2 separate regions of the Macaca mulatta genome follow, and region 2 is linked to region 1. Evidence: chromatin contacts called from public Hi-C data. All regions are on one chromosome and are shown on one strand. The core of a region is the stretch at or near the end of the contact, and the rest is flanking DNA. Distances in the headings are between cores, read along the strand shown.

The links. A called contact is a pair of places that touch in the nucleus more often than the background predicts.
Region 2: a Hi-C map of fetal cortex germinal zone shows a contact between it and region 1, with 3 times the contacts expected there. The contact joins the promoter of DDX10 here to the promoter of ACAT1 in region 1. A contact is called at or near these places in 3 of 14 Hi-C or Micro-C datasets (fetal cortex germinal zone, fetal cortical plate and liver).

What each region holds. Positions count from the first base shown.
Region 1 is chr14:108,972,203-108,980,154 of T2T-MMU8v2.0, reverse strand. It overlaps ACAT1 (acetyl-CoA acetyltransferase 1), which reads right to left and starts at 4,891. Exons shown (of 12, transcript NM_001265693.1): 1 at 4,812-4,891. The coding sequence starts at 4,883.
Region 2 is chr14:109,499,552-109,507,503 of T2T-MMU8v2.0, reverse strand. It overlaps DDX10 (DEAD-box helicase 10), which reads right to left and starts at 3,717. Exons shown (of 19, transcript XR_013404274.1): 1 at 3,460-3,717.

The sequences.
Region 1 (7,952 bases), core at 3,642-6,141:
CTGGGTGTGGGGGTGGGCACCTGTAGTCCCAGCTACTTGGGAGGTTGAGGTGGGAGAATCGCTTGAATCCAGGAGGCAGATGTTGTAGTGAGCCGAGATCGTGCCACTGCACTCTAGCCCGGGCAACAGAGTGCGATCCTGTCTCCAAAAAAATCAAAAACAAAACAAAAAACTTCCCCAGCAATCCATGGCTAGCTCATTTTTATTCTTCATGTCTTTTCTAATGACACATTCCCAGAGTGGTCCACGCTAACTACTCTATCTAAAGTTACCCTCTACTTTTTCCTCTCTTTAATATGAATATCTTTATTTCCTTCAAAGCACCTCTCACACTGTAAGTATGTGGTTCACATCTTTGTTTTATTATCCACCCCTCCAACATAATGCAGGCTTCCTGATGGCAGGACGGTGTCTCTTGTTCACTGCTACATCCCTATGACTTAGCGCAGTGCCTAGTGCTCATTAAATATCAGAAATGAATGACAAAATTATAGTATGGTCAGGACACTGAACCATACAGTGTACAATAAATACATGCTGAATGAACACTACCCATTAAGTTTTATCTACATAACACAATTATCTTTCAGGGAGGGCTCTAGTTTGTATTAATGGCCTTCTACCTAGTTCCCTGCCTCCTCTGACACCTCTCTACAGTCCATCCAGTTTTGAAAATGTAAATCCTCTGCCATGCCAGGCAGAGGTCAGCACTCCTACTGCAACTTCCATAACGCCCATGCACATTCTAACTGTTCCAGAACATATAATTTTGTAACTTTCAGGTGCCTTGATTGTCTCCCTACTAGACTGTGAATTCCAAGAAGAGACTGATTTTATTTATTTTCTATCCCAGTGATGGCAAACAGACTGATTTTATTTATTTTCTATCCCAGTGATGGCAAACAGACTGATTTTATTTATTTTCTATCCCAGTGATGGCAGCAGACATGAAACAAATATTTGAAGACAGTCTGAAACTTACCAATTACTCAGAGAAACAAAATTTCAGCTACAATAAATATGTTATGAAACCAGCAAAACTGATCATGAACTAAAGAGTAACTGAGGGCCTACTTTACATGGGAGAGTCAAAAAAGGCCTTCTAGCAATGTTAGTGGAGCTGAGAAATGAATGTTAAAGAGTCATCCTTGGAAAGATCCAAGAAAAGCACATTTGAGGCATTAGGAACAAGTAGGACAAAGGCCATGAATTAGGAACAAACTTGGCACACATACTAAGTATAGAAAGAAGGGTCCTGTGGCAAAAGCAGAGTGAGCACAGCAACAGCTGAGGTCACAGAGTAAGTAGGGCCCAGCAGATCATGATAAGGGTCTAGATTCTGGCCTGAGGGCAATGACAAGCCACTGAAAGCTTTTATGTTATAAAAAGACCACTCTGGCTGCAGTGTAGAGAACTGAGAGTACTAGGGTAAGATTAGAAAAAGGAAAGGGGGCCGGGTGTGGTGGCTCACACCTGTAATCCCAGCACTTTAGGAGGCTGCGGTGGGCAGATCATCAGAGGTGGATCACCTGGTGGGCTGGTCAGGAGTTCGAGACCATCCTGGCTAACATGGTGAAACTCTGTCTCTACTAAAAATACAAAAATTAGCAGGCATGATGGCAGGTGCCTGTAATCCCAGCTACTCAGGAGGCTGAGGCAGGAGAACTGCTTGAACCTAGGAGGCTGAGGCAGGAGAACTGCTTGAACCTGGGAGGCAGAGGTTGCAGTGAGTCAAGATTGCGCCCACGGCACTCTAGCCTGGGCAACAAGAGCGATAGTTGATCTCAAAAAATGAAAAAAAGAAAGAAATTAGCAACAGGAAGGAACTAGCATACAGGCTGGTAGGTCAAAGGGAAGAAGCAAGGTTACCAAAGCCAAGGGGTCAGGAACCCAGCAGAAGCAGGAACCACAAGAGAGACAGACACTGCCAGAGACAGACAGACAGACAGACAGAGAAATTATTCTGCCTTCTCCCTTCCTCCTATCTTCCAATCTTCCACCGGTGCCTCACACCGGTGCCTCACACTGGCTACACCCAGCCAGAAGCCAGCTGACATTGGTCAGCCTACAGTCATGCAGACAGAATAGGGGAGGGGAGAGAAATGAATCTGGGAGCAAATAGGCCCAAGACTGGCACAAGATAGGAAATTTTTTTTAAGTCTGAGTATTAAAAGAAGCTGAAAACTGGATCAAAACACAAAACAGGAGTTTCAAGGAGGGAGTGGTCAATAGTGTCAAATATAGGATAAAGGTCAAGAAGAAAAAACATGGGCCGAGCACAATGGCTCACACCAGTTTGGGAGGCCAGAAGTCCAAGACCAGCGTGCGCAACAGAACCAGACTCTGTGTCTACAAAAACTAAAATAAACATAGATTTTAAAAAATAATTTAAAACCACAGAAAAAGGAAATCACTGGTAATTTTCAGCTTGAGTGGCACAGAAATTTAACTGCAGAGAGTTAAGGAGAAATGGATGCAGAATAAATGGGAGGTAATGAGTAAAGACCACTCCTTTGACTAGAGAGAGAAAAGTGATTCAAGCTAGAAAGGCAACACGCTCCAATAAAGTCCATAAAGATTTGTTGAACATAAAAGAGACCTGATAAGCAAAGGGAAAAGAGCCAATGTAATGAGAGGTCAAATTCTATTCTACAAAATAGCACAGAAAACTGAAAATCCTGTTTATTGATTCAATAAATGACCATTTAATTCAAGTATCCAATACAACTGCTTCCTAGAGTTCAGTAACATGAATGTCACATATCATACATGAGAGCATGTACAGGCATTTTTTTCATGAGGAGTATTTGTTTTTGATTGTACGAGTATTTGTGTTTCATTTTAAGATTTTTTTTTAAGATGGAGTCTCACTCTGTTGCCCAGGCTGGAGTGCAGTGGCACGATCTCAGCTCACTGCAACCTTCCCCTCCCGGGTTCAAGCGATTCTCCTGCCTCAGCCTCCCAAGTAGCTGGGATTACAGGCACCCACCACCACGCCTGGCTTTTTTTTTTTTTTTTTTTTTTTTTTGTATTTTTAATAGAGGTCGGGTTTCACCATGTTGGTCAAGCTGGTCTTGAACTCCTGACTTCAAATGATCTACCCACCTCAGCCTCCCAAAGTGCTGGGATTACTGGCATAAGCCACCTCAACCAGCCTGATTGTAAGATCTTAATTAAACCATAAATTAAGAAGGTTCTGAACTTTTTTTTTTTTACATCTCTAGAGTACCTAGTTCACCTACCTCACTTAGTCAATACTGACTGAAACCCAAGATAACCTAATTACATTCTTGTGATTTCTCCACTCATCCCATGAGACTAACAAATGGCTAAAAACTATTCTTCCTTGGAAACCTACGCATTTTGACTTTTCTATTATCTCAGTCACCCAGGATCAGTTTTAGACTTTCTTTTCCCTTGGCTTCGCACCCTCACTCCATAATTGTAAAGTCCTACACTGGTTCTTCACAATCTCTTGCACAGCTCCTACCGCCAGCACCCTTGTGCAAGTGATGTTACTCTACGCCCAGACATAAGAACTAGAGTCATCTCCCACTGCAACAAAAACAAACACATCAATAATCCCTACTTAACTAGGGTCAAATCCATACACTCACAACATAACTGGATCCCCAAGCTTATTGCCCCAATCGACCTGGAAAACTCAAGTTTCACTAACCACACCCTGAAGGTCTCTACCTATTCCTGAGGCTTTGCCTGACAATCTGCGGTGCGTACTCCCTTGCTTACGCATGTGGAGAATAAATTCTTTGAGACTCCGCCCCTGTTGTGTTCTCTAAACACAATAATAAGAAGAGAGACATCCCTTGGAACACCCTCAGTATGTGAGCTTGCTTGATATATATCAAGTATATATATATATATTTGATATATATCCAGTATAATTTATTGTTTTGTTTTGTTTTTTTTTTTTTTGAGACGGAGTCTCGCTCTGTCGCCCAGGCTGGAGTGCAGTGGCCGGATCTCAGCTCACTGCAAGCTCCGCCTCCCGGGTTCACGCCATTCTCCTGCCTCAGCCTCCCGAGTAGCTGGGACTACAGGCGCCCGCCACCTCGCCCGGCTAGTTTTTTTGTATTTTTTAGTAGAGACGGGGTTTCACCGTGTTAGCCAGGATGGTCTCGATCTCCTGACCTCGTGATCCGCCCGTCTCGGCCTCCCAAAGTGCTGGGATTACAGGCTTGAGCCACCGCGCCCGGCTAATTTATTGTATTATCTGAGTAGTCATTAGCTTTCCCTGATAAATTTTAGGCTGCTCCAAAAAACGTCTGTTATGATCACATGGTGCCCTCTCCCCTTGTACGCCCAATGATTATCTATTGTATTAAAAAAGAAAAGGAACCTCTCCTGACAATAAAGCACACGAACATCTTTTAAAGAAAATCTCGGGAGCAGCTGCACAGGCCTGCAAAGAGGCTCTCCCCGATCCCACCGCTCAGGCCGGGCCAGCGCCAATCCCGGCCGTCCTGTCCGCCCAGACGCGTGCCCTCGTGTTTGACACCAGACACCTGCCCTGGTGTTTAACACGTACTGGTTAAACACACCAGTAACGCTCATTAAGATGATTACGCCGAGACCTCGGAAGTAGAAAAGTGCTGTAAAAATACGCGAGTCCCTGGGTGTTATGGGAGCACTTCGGCGGTTTTTGGACAAGACCCAGTCGCCTGCCTGTCCTGGGGCCTACGCCGCGCGCCCGGGCCGCCGGAGCTGCAACGGCCGCGGGCTGGAAGCTTTCGAGGCGGGGGACTCCTCGCTTCCCAGGTCTGAGCGCTGTGGGGACGAACCCCGCTCACCTGCACCAGCCTCCGGAGCAGGGGGCTGCGGCTGCGGGCGCCGCCGCGCAGAAGTGCCGCCAGCACAGCCATGATTGCAGAACGCCGAGGGGCTGCTGCACAGGCAGAGAACACCTCGGCGTCCTCCCCAACCCCGCACCCACAGCGACCCGGAGCGGGCACCGCCCATCCCGCCTCCTCCAATAGTAACCCTGGACCGTCACAGTCGGCAGCGATTGGCCGGCAGCCAAGGGTGGGGCGGAGCGTGGCGCTGGGACCCCGCAGCCTGGGCGAGGAAAGGTTGACAAGTGAATGACGTGGATGGAGACGCTGGCACCGGGGTCAACGAATACCTGACACGCTGCTGAATCCCGTGTCTACCACTTCTAACCCGCCGGGGCCGGTAGTTTATGTGTAATCCGAGATTTTTCGATTCACTGAGCATGTTTCCCTTAGGCCTACTCAGCACAAACTCATGAAAATATTTTAGGATTTTTTTTTTTTTTTTTTTTTTTTGAGACAGGATCTCACTCTGTCACCCAGGCTGGAGTGCACTGACGCGATCACAGCTCACTGCAATCTCGACCTCCAGGGCTCAAGCGATCCTCCCTCCCCAGCCACCCAAGTAGCTGGGACTACAGGCGCAAGCCTCCACAACCGGATAATTTTTGTATTTTTTGTGGAGACGGCGTTTCACCATGTTGGCCAGACTGGTCTTGAACTCCTGGACTCAAGTGAGCCTTCCTCCTCGGCCTCCCAAAGTGCGGGGATTACAGGCGCAGGCGACCACGCCCGGGTAATTTTTGTATTTTTTTGTAAAGACTAAGTCTCCCTATGTTGCCTAGGCTGGTTGCTAACTTCTGGGTTCAAGCAATCGACCAGCCTCGGCCTCTCAAAGTGCTGGGATTACAGCCGTGAGCCATCCCATCCAGCTGTGAAAATATTTTGAAGCAATCAAATTCCAGGCTCAGTCCAGATACAAATATGGGTAAAAGGCTTCAGGTGATTCCAGTCCCCAACCTTCAACCGCTCCAGCTGAGACCCCAGACATCATGGAGCAGAGACAAGCCATCCCCACCATGTTGTCTGAATTCATGATCCACAGAAATGAGGGAAAACAAATGGTTGTTATTTTAAGCCATTATGTTTTGGAGTAATTTTTTTTTTTTTTTTTTTAAGATAGGGTCTCACTCTGTCACCCAGGCTGGAGTACAGTGGTGCAATCATAGCTCAGTGCAGCCTCAAACTCCTGGTCTCAGGGGATCCTCCTTGTCTCTGCCTCCTGTAGCTAGGGGATCCTCCTGTCTCTGCTTCCCAAGTAGCTAGGACTACAGGCAGGTTCCACAATGCTAATTTTTTTTATTTGTATTTTATGTGGAGAAGGGGTCTTGTTGCCCAGGCTGGTCTCAAACTCCTGACCTTAAGACATCTTCTGGCGTTGGCCTCCCAAAGCACAGAGATTATAGGCATAAGCCGCCTTAACAGGTCTGTTCGGGGGTAATTTTTTTTTTTTTTTTTTTTTTTTTTTTTTGAGACAATGTCTCGCTCTTGTCACCCAGGCTGCAGTGCAGTGGCGTGATCTTGGCTCATTGCAACCTCTGCCTCCTGAGTTCCAGCAATTCTCCAGCCTCAGTCTCCCAAGTAGCTGGGATTACAGGTGCACGCTGCCACGCCTGGCTAATCTTTTGTATTTTAGTCGAGACGGGATTTCACCATGTTGCCCAGAGGCTGGTCTCAAACTCCTGAGCTCAGGAAATCCGCCCCCCTCAGCCTCTCAAAGTACTGGGATTACAGGCGTCAGCCACCATGCCTGGCTGGAGTAATTTTTTAATATAGCTATAAATATAGCACCCTGTCTTTAATTTCCCCGTCACTCCAGGTTTGTCCCTTAAAGTCCTCTGTGATTCCTGCACCGACACGAACCTCTCTATTCAACAGCTCACCAAGGCCTACCTCCTTCCTTGGAATGTCACACTGACACCTTCCCCTTCTACCAAAGGCCAAATATTTTTCATACTGGGCTGCTTTGAGAATTATTGAAAGGAAGTCATTACATTGTATGTCAGTGTTTAAGCTGCGTGTGTGTGTGTGTGTGTGAAACCGATAATATTTCTAACTGAAAAAGCTGAATTTTTAAAGAAATGAATCAGAAAACTAAAGGTCTGGCCTCATAGAGATAACCAGTTGTGAGAGGCCAAGCTCATGAGTGGGGCATCACACTGTAAAAAATGACTGGTTAGGCTGGGCGTGGTGGCTCACACCTGTAATCACAGCACTTTGGGAGGCCCAGGTGAGTGGATAATTTGAAGTCAGGAGTTCAAAACCAGCCTGGCCAACACAGCAAAACCCCATCTCTACTAAAAATACACAAATTAGCTGGGCATGGTGGTGGGCACCTGTGATCCCAGCTACTCAGGAGGCTGAGGCAGGATAATTGCTTGAACCTGGGAGGTGGAGATTGCAGTGAACTGAGATCACGCCACTGCACTCCAGCCTGGACAACAGAATGAGACTGTGTCTCAAAAAAAGAAGAAGAAGAAAAAATAAAGACTGGTTATATAGCTATGTATATAGTTCTTAATATGAACCAGTTCATTCACAGTTTAATTAATTTAATCCTCACAAAAATCCACTGAATTAGGAAGTAGCATTATCCACATTTTCCAGAAGTTTGTCCAAGGGCACAAAGCTTGTAGTTAGTGACACAGTTGCAATTGGAATCTAGGCAGTCTGGTTGCTAGGGCTAAGCTTCTAGGCACTCACTACACTAGTTGTATCTTAGGAGAGACCTGCCCTAGGAGAAACCTAACTAGGAACATAGAAGTCAGCTCTAATTGGACAATTCTGCCATCAGAGGCACTACCAGGAAATATTGCCACCATGTTCATCAGGACAGCTTCTAGAGAAGTTCAGAGAGATTTAGGAGCATTGAGGGGAGAAGAACAGTACATTCACTTCTGGAGCTACAGCAGGCAAGCTGCTCTTTAAAACTGAACTTCAAAAAAAACAAGAGTAGCTTTATCACCAATATGAGCACCAGGCAAAATGTAGCTAATAATTTCACTTAAGAATCTAGGACTCGACCGGGCGCGGTGGCTCAAGCCTGTAATCCCAGCACTTTGGGAGGCCGAGGCGGGTGGATCACGAGGTCAGGAGATCGAG
Region 2 (7,952 bases), core at 2,468-4,967, 530 kb before region 1:
TGCAGCCTTGTCAAGCTGTGAACAGAGGACCCAGCTAAGCCATGCCCATACCCCTGACACACATAAACTGTGAGATAATATGTGTATGTTGTTTTAAGCCACTAAGCTTGTGATAATTTGTTACATAGTAATAGTAAATTAATTCTGAAATAATAGACACAAAATTTGGAGTAATTAATACCTCTGGGGGAAGGAGATGTAATTAATGGCATCACAGTGTGGACTTCAAAGTTGTTGTTAATATGTGCTTTCTTCTTTTTATATCTTCATATTTTCTCTTGCAAAGAATATGTTGTTAGATATTTTAAATAAAATCTTAGAGTATCTCACTTTAATTGGCCAGATTAATCCATTTATATTTATTGCAATTTCTATTATTTTAGGACCTAACACTACTATCATTTAAAAGTATTTTTTCATTTTTTATACTTTCCTTGCATTTCTTTTCTTCATTTATACTTTCTACTGTATATATTTAGTGTTCTTATTCTGTTTATATAACATTTTTCTCCATTTGCTCTTATAATAGACTTAAGACCCATTTAAATTGCTTTGCCTAATTAACAAGTACTATAGCATTCTGGCGTATTCCTATGTACTCCCCTTGTCTATTACATTAATTTTGTCTGTAATTTTATTTTGAGTTCTAAAATTTCCCCAGAGCTGAGGCAGGAATCCAGCTGCCTATGCTGGTTTGCCATTTTGTTGGGATAAGAAACATTTCATTGTAATATTTAGTTGTCTATTTCTTCAGCTATTTGACAGGCACATAATTGTTTTATCAGCCTTTAAGTGTCACATGTATATCATAGTATTTTGTATGAATCATTTATTTCATTAATATTTTAAATAAAAAAGTATCTGGCAAAAAAAAAAAAAGTTAAAGAAGCCAATCATCGCAGACAGTTGATAAATGTTGTCATAAAGGTTTCTACAAAACGCTACAGATGCACAGTAGCCCTAACTCAGCCAGGGGAGGTGATGAAGACGGGTTTGCACTAAATCTTGAAGGAGGAGTACCTGTCCTTAGAGTGGGCAGACGCGTCCGCTCACTGCACGCAGTGGAAACGTCAAGTACCAGGATGAGAAGCACAAGAAGCATGGACAACTCACAAAACTGCAAGCTGTTCCTTCATATATGCCTATCATGTACCGCTTGGTGTATACACATTATCTCATTTGGGCCTTACAACACTCTGGGTGGCTAATAACTTCTGTTTTTTGAAAGAAGAAACTGAGACTTAGAGGGGTGAAGAAACCTGACTAGCCAATACTCGAAGAGAGTGAGATTTAAACCAGGTCAGCCTGACCACAAATAACTTACTCTTCAGCAGACTAAAGAGTTGTATTTCTTGTTGACACACTGAATTTGACAATTTTTCTAAAAGTAACTGTGAACCAAGGAAGGGTTCTAATCAGGAGTAAAATGATTAGATCTTCATCTTGGAAAGAATCATTCTGGCAGAAGTATAGAGGATAAATCAGAAAGGTTTAAGGCCCAGGGGCCAAATCCTATCAGCCACCTGTTTCACTAATTAAAGTTTTACTGAAAAACAACACCCATTCATTTAAGTATTTCTATGACAGCTTTTGTATTACAAGGGCACAATTGAGTAAGTAGTTCTACCCTTATGATTACAAAGCTGAAAACATTCACTATCATTTACAGACAAAGCTTGCTGATCCCTGTCGAAAGCAAAATTTACTATAGTAATCCAGACAAGAGATGATGGGGGCTGAAGACAAGGCAGTAGGGATGAAGAAGCATTTGAAAAATTTAAGCAGAACAAATCACCAGTGTGACGGACTGGTTATAAGAGTAGGTAGGAGAGAAGTACCTAAGACTGCTCCTAGGTTTCTAGTTCTATGGTCTGCTGAGATGGTGGAGCTAGGATATGATAGGCTAAAAATGATCCCAATTTATGTCCATGTATTAACCTCTGGAAGGTATGAATGTTACCTTATATGGCAAAAGTGACTTTTCAGATGTGATTAAAGATCTTGAGATGGGGTGATTATCCTGGATTATGTGTGTAGGCCCTAAACGCAATCACAAGCGTCCTTATAACAGAGGAACACAGGTAGACTGACACAGGAGAAGGCAGAGACTGGAATTATGCAGCCACAAGCCAAGGAATGCCAGCATCCACCAGAAACTACAAGAGGCAAGAAACAGAGTCTCCCCTAGAACCTCTGGAGGGAGCATGTCCCAGCTGACACCCTGATTTTGGCCCAGTGAAACTGACTTCAGATGTGTGGCCTCTGGAACTGTGATACAGTAAGTCTCTGTTGTTGTTGGGTTTTGTTGTTTTTTTGTTTTGAGACAGAGTCTCACTCATGTCACCCCAGCTGGAGTGTAATGGCGCGATCTCAGCTCACTGCAACCTCCACTTCTCGGGTTCAAGCGATTCTCTTGCCTCAGCCTCCTGAGTAGCTAGGATTACAGGCGCCTGCCACTACGCCTGGCTAATTTTTTTGTATTTTTAGTAGAGACGGGGTTTCACCATGTTGGTCAGGCTGGTCTCGAACTCCTGACCTCAAGATCTCTGTTGTTTTAAGCCACCAAGTTTGCGGTAATTTGTTACAATGGCAACTTTAATTCCAAGAATGTTCCATCTATTAAATCCCTGATTGTACTGCACTAGAAGGGGGCTGAGAAGCTGAATGATGTGGGTGAAGGCCAACAAACATGGGATTTAAAGAAAGGGAAAAAAGGAATTGACAGACCTGTGGAGCCTGGAGTTTGGGGAAGAAGTCAGGAGGTCAAAGTGATCGTTACAGGTATACTCATCTGGGAACAACAGCTACAATATGAGGATGATATGTGACAGAAACATACCAGTGATCCAGCTTTTCTAGGCCAATTCTTGGATACGGACATGAAGCCTGTGGAGAAATGAGGTGGGCACAGGAAGGAGCATAGATGATGTTGAGGCATGCAGTCTGGCTTCATGGTTAAAAGCAAAGGCTTTGGGATTAGAAAGACATGGATCTAGCTTCCAATTCCACACCACCTACTAAGCGTGAGAGATTCGGACAAGTTTCATTCCTCTTAGAACCTCAATTCTCCTACCTATTAAGTAGGATTATTAATATCCATACCTCAGATCAAGTCAAACAATTACTGTAAGCACATGGTGACTGCTTTAAAATGCAGGTGTCATTATTACCATTATTGTCATCAGTATTATTACTATGGATATGACTGTAGCTATTACAGGATTAGTCTCCCTACCCTTAGGTACCGCCGCATTTCTATCATTTTTTTAGGAACAGTGTGGCAAGCAGAAGAGTGGCCAGGACGGTGCAGAGGTTTGAGCTGTGGCACCCGGCGTGACCTCCCATTCCCGGCAGGGTCCCGGTGACAGATCCGCCGCCTCCATTCTGCAACCCCTCGCCGCAGTGACACGCCGCCCAGCTGCTGGCCGGCCCGAGCCCCCTCCCCAGCGCCGGCCTCACCTTGTCATAGTTCTGCATGAGGCGGCTGATACCCTCGCGCTCGACTTGCCATTCGGGTTTCTTCAGTTGCTTCCTCAACTGCTTCTTTTTGTTCTGCCTGTGGCTGTGTTTTTTCTTCCAGCGATTGAAGCTCCGCACCGGGTCGGGTCGGGCTCCCGAACCCGGAGAGTCGGCAGTTTTCCCCATTGCGGCGGTGGCGGCAAAATCTCGGTTCACCCGCAGACACGAGACACCTAGGACCAGGATCGCGGAAACAGCATGGGGAAAATGCACAGAGGCGCATGCGCGAACCCAAAAGCCCGCCCCCGAGCTTTTGAAACCGGGGCACGCGCCAACGACGTCAATGAAAAGGAGGGTTGTGACTGGCGAATTGGCTCCTGCAGGGAGGAGCAGTCTGGGGAAACGGGGGCGGACTGAGGGACGCCAGGAGCACGCCGGCTCTTTAAAAAGACGCATGCGCACTGTTGTTGTTACTATGGTGACGTCATACGCTGAACCTTTAAGGGGTGTTCACACATTTACTCCAGGTTCAACTTTGCGAAGCGTTCCTGAGTGTGTGTGTACCCACGTACAAACTGAATGAAAATTTTGACCCTCGTTTTGCACATTTCGGACCAACGAGTCAAAAGATTTGCCCAAAAGTAAACAGCTAATAACCTCTGATTTCCATCCACGGCGTTTGTACTTCCTCAGGAATAAAAATAAATATTCTACATTCTTCTAATGCCCCTCTAGGTTTTCCTTTTCCTCTGGACCCCTCAGACTCTAGCTGCAACAGCAAGGAAACTGGAACGGAATCAAACTGAATTTACCTTAAAATGCTATTATGGAGACAAAATGATAACTAACGTAAAGAAGTAGGTAATAGAGGCCGGGCACAGTGGCTCACACCTGTAATTCCAGCAATTTGGGAGGTCGAGATGAGTGGATCACCTGAGGTCAGGAGTTCGAGACTAGCCTGGCCAATATGGTGAAACCTTGTCTCTACTAAAAATATAAAAATTAGCCAGGCATTGTGGCACACACCTATAATCCCAGCTGCTCTGGAGACTGAGGCAGGAGAATCGCTTGAACCCTGGGGCGGAGGTTATAGTGAGCCAGGATCACCCCACTTCACTACAGCCTGGGCCAAAGAGTGAAACTCCATCAAAAAAAAAAAACGAGGTAATAGAAAAGTTATTGCAAGTTGGCCATTTAAGTGAACTGGCTTTCAATGAATTGAGTTTTTTTGACACATTTACCTACAGCCTCCAGGAAAACACCAGATGGGGTGGGAGAGCTCAGTTGTGGCAAAGGAAATTGGAAAATTGAGTTCAAAGTTCACAGGCAGAATTTTGGGCCCTCAAATTCCCTTTCCAACCCCACATATCCAGATCACTACTCTCAACTCTATGTCCATCCTCCAAACAGGGCATGGCTTACCGGAAGGGAGTGAGGACAGGAGGTGAACTAGTGAATTTCCATACTCAGGGACACTAGATGTGGTAGACAGTAAAGCTCAATAAGGAGCGATTATATAAAAGTATATATACATCTTCAAAAAATTAAAAACAGAACTCTACACCAGCATTTTCACTTCTGGGTGTGTGTAGCCAAAATAAAAGAAAGCAGGGTCTCAGATATTTGCACACCGTGTTCACCACAGCACTATTCACAATCGCTAAAAGATGGAAGCAGCCCAAGTGTCTGTCAACTGATAAATGAGTAAACAAAACATAATAAATACATAAAATGGAATATTATTCAGCCTTCAAAAAGAAGGAATTTCTGACACATGCCACAACGTGGATAAACCTTAAGAATATTAAGCTAAGTGAAATAAGCCAGTCACAAAAGGACAAATACTATATATGGTTCTATTTACGTGAGGTACTTAGAGTTGTCAAAATGATAGAGAGAGAAAGTAGAATGGTGGTTGCCAGGGACTCAGGGAGAGGCCAATGCGGGGGTTACTGTTTAATCAGTACAGAGTTCCAGTTTGGCAAGATGAAAAGAGTTCTGCCAATTGGTTGCACAACAATGAGAATGTATTTAATGCAACTGAATTGTATACTTACAAATGGCTAAAGTGATAAATTATATGTGATGCGTACTTTACTACATATGTATACCACATATGCATACTCACAGAACAATAAGGCCCTCAGCTATAACTCACTTTTTTCCTAAAACTGTAGGAATCAGGCATGTATGCACCCCAGGCAAGAAACTGGAAGGTTCAACTCTAGGAAAACTGAATGCCCAAGAGAAAGATCTCAATATAATAACCTCTAGGAAGCAGGCATGGTGGCTCACAGCTATAATCTCAGCACTTTCCAAGGCCAAGGTGGGAGGATTGCTTGAGCCTGGAAGTTCAAGACCAGCCTGGGCAACATAGTGAGACCTTGTCGGTACCAAAATTCAAAAAAATTAGCGAAGCTCGGTGGCACACACCTTAGTCCCAGAAACTAGGGGGCCGAGGCAGGAAGATCACTTGAGCCTACAGAAGTCAAGGCTGCAGTGAGTCCTGATACTGCCACTGCACTCCAGCCTGGGTGACAGAGCCAGACTCTGTCTCAAAAAAAAAAAAAAGAGTAAAAGAAAAAAGACATTTTGGCAGTTGTCAAATAAATGGCAAGTCACTAACCACCCCCTTGCTCTTTAGTGAAACTTATCAGTTAATAAGCCCTCCATTCACTCATTTCTAATCAGCCTTATTCTTAAATGCGAGAGAATAACCAAAGACCAACAAATATTTTAGGAAATCCTTTAACTTAAAAGTTTTAAGCCAAAACTAGTAAATAATGCAGAAAGCAAAATAAGCCTTCAAAAAAATCATTATCAATATTCTTAGCAAAATAAAGCCTCATATCCAAGAAATAAGAACAGGGAATACTCAGAGAACAAAACAAAATTCTTCATAGAAGTCATTTTGTGTGTTACATAAATCAAATTGTTAACATAAAATAGTGGAAAATTCAAATTTTAGTCACAAGAACTCAATATCACATTCCAAAGTCATTAGGATTTAATAATTTGTGATGAAAATAGTTAATATATTGATCACTTAAAATGACAGCTTTATGATGGTTTCTATGCTTAGTTGCTCCAATACCTTGTTTTCTGTAGAAATGACTCCTAGATAGGCTTCCAATTGTGATACTGAGGACATTAAATATGTTTTAACACGTTTTAAGACTCTATATTCTCCACTGCCAACCAATATTCACAAAGATCCTAAAGAACTTCAAAAAAAAAAAGTTTGGAAATGTGCCTGGTAACTACTGCTATTAATACAAATAGAGGCAATACTCCAGTAGCGGAGGGAGGGTCCATACTAAAATTTAGGGAGAAAATGTAATATTTGGCCAGGCGTAGTGAGTTATGCTTGTAATCCCAGCACTTTGGGAGGCGAAGGCAGGTGGATCACCTGAGGTCAGGAGTTCAAGACCACCAGCCTGGCCAACATAGTGAAACCCCGTCTCTACTAAAAATACAAAAATTAGCCACGTGTGATGGCACGTGCCTGTAATCCTAGCTACACAGGAGGCTGAGGCAAGAAAATCGCTTGAACCCGAGAAGTGGAGGTTGCAGTGAGCCGAGATCGCACCATTGCACTCCAGCCTGGGCGACAAGAGAGAGACTCCATCTCAAAAAAAAAAAAAAAAGTAATACTTGTAGTTCATCATACATTGATACCCCATCTAATATTATCCATCGCTTAGTTTCTATTTGTAAGTTTGCAACAGTTTATCATCATAATTATTCAAATTGCATGTCTCAAAAACTCTGAAAAGATCATTACATTCTTTCAGTACTTTAAAACTTTTTTAAAAGATTATCTGATTTAGCAAGATAATAATGGTAGTGATGAGCACAATCATTGCCCGGATCTCAGTTTATAAAGACCATTTTTTTCCACTCAAATGATCTAGAGCTCTTTGAAGAAACAGCTAATTCCAGGGCTGACACAAAGAAAGTACAAGATAAGCTGGAATATCTTGAAGTGCCAGAAAATAAAGAAATGCTCAAAGAATTATGGAATGGAAGGCACAGTTCTATTTCTTGACCTAGGTGATAGGTACGAGGATATATGCCTAATAATAGTTCAGTAGATTCTACACTTGTTTTACGTAGCTTTTTATAGTGGAAAAAATAAAACAGAATATGTAACCCCAAAATATGCCTCTTTGATAAAAAATTATTTTTTAGCTAAAGACAATTAAGAAGCAACAAACACAGGAAGAGCTCTTCCTATCCTCCCACTTTGCTTAAACAGAGGATATAAATTGCCCTTTACTGGAAACAATTCTAGTTGTCATAGCAGCCCAGAGACAGCACCAGAGGAATCTGCAAACTAATCTTACTCCATTAGTTTCTTTGCATACATTTACCTTCCACGGTTTCCCACATTTGGAAGCCCAAAACTGTTTTCCTTTTTCCTGTCATTTCTCTACAAGTGCATTGTCCTTTGTTGAAGCTGTTATATAAGCCAGAGTTCTCAGCCACTGCTT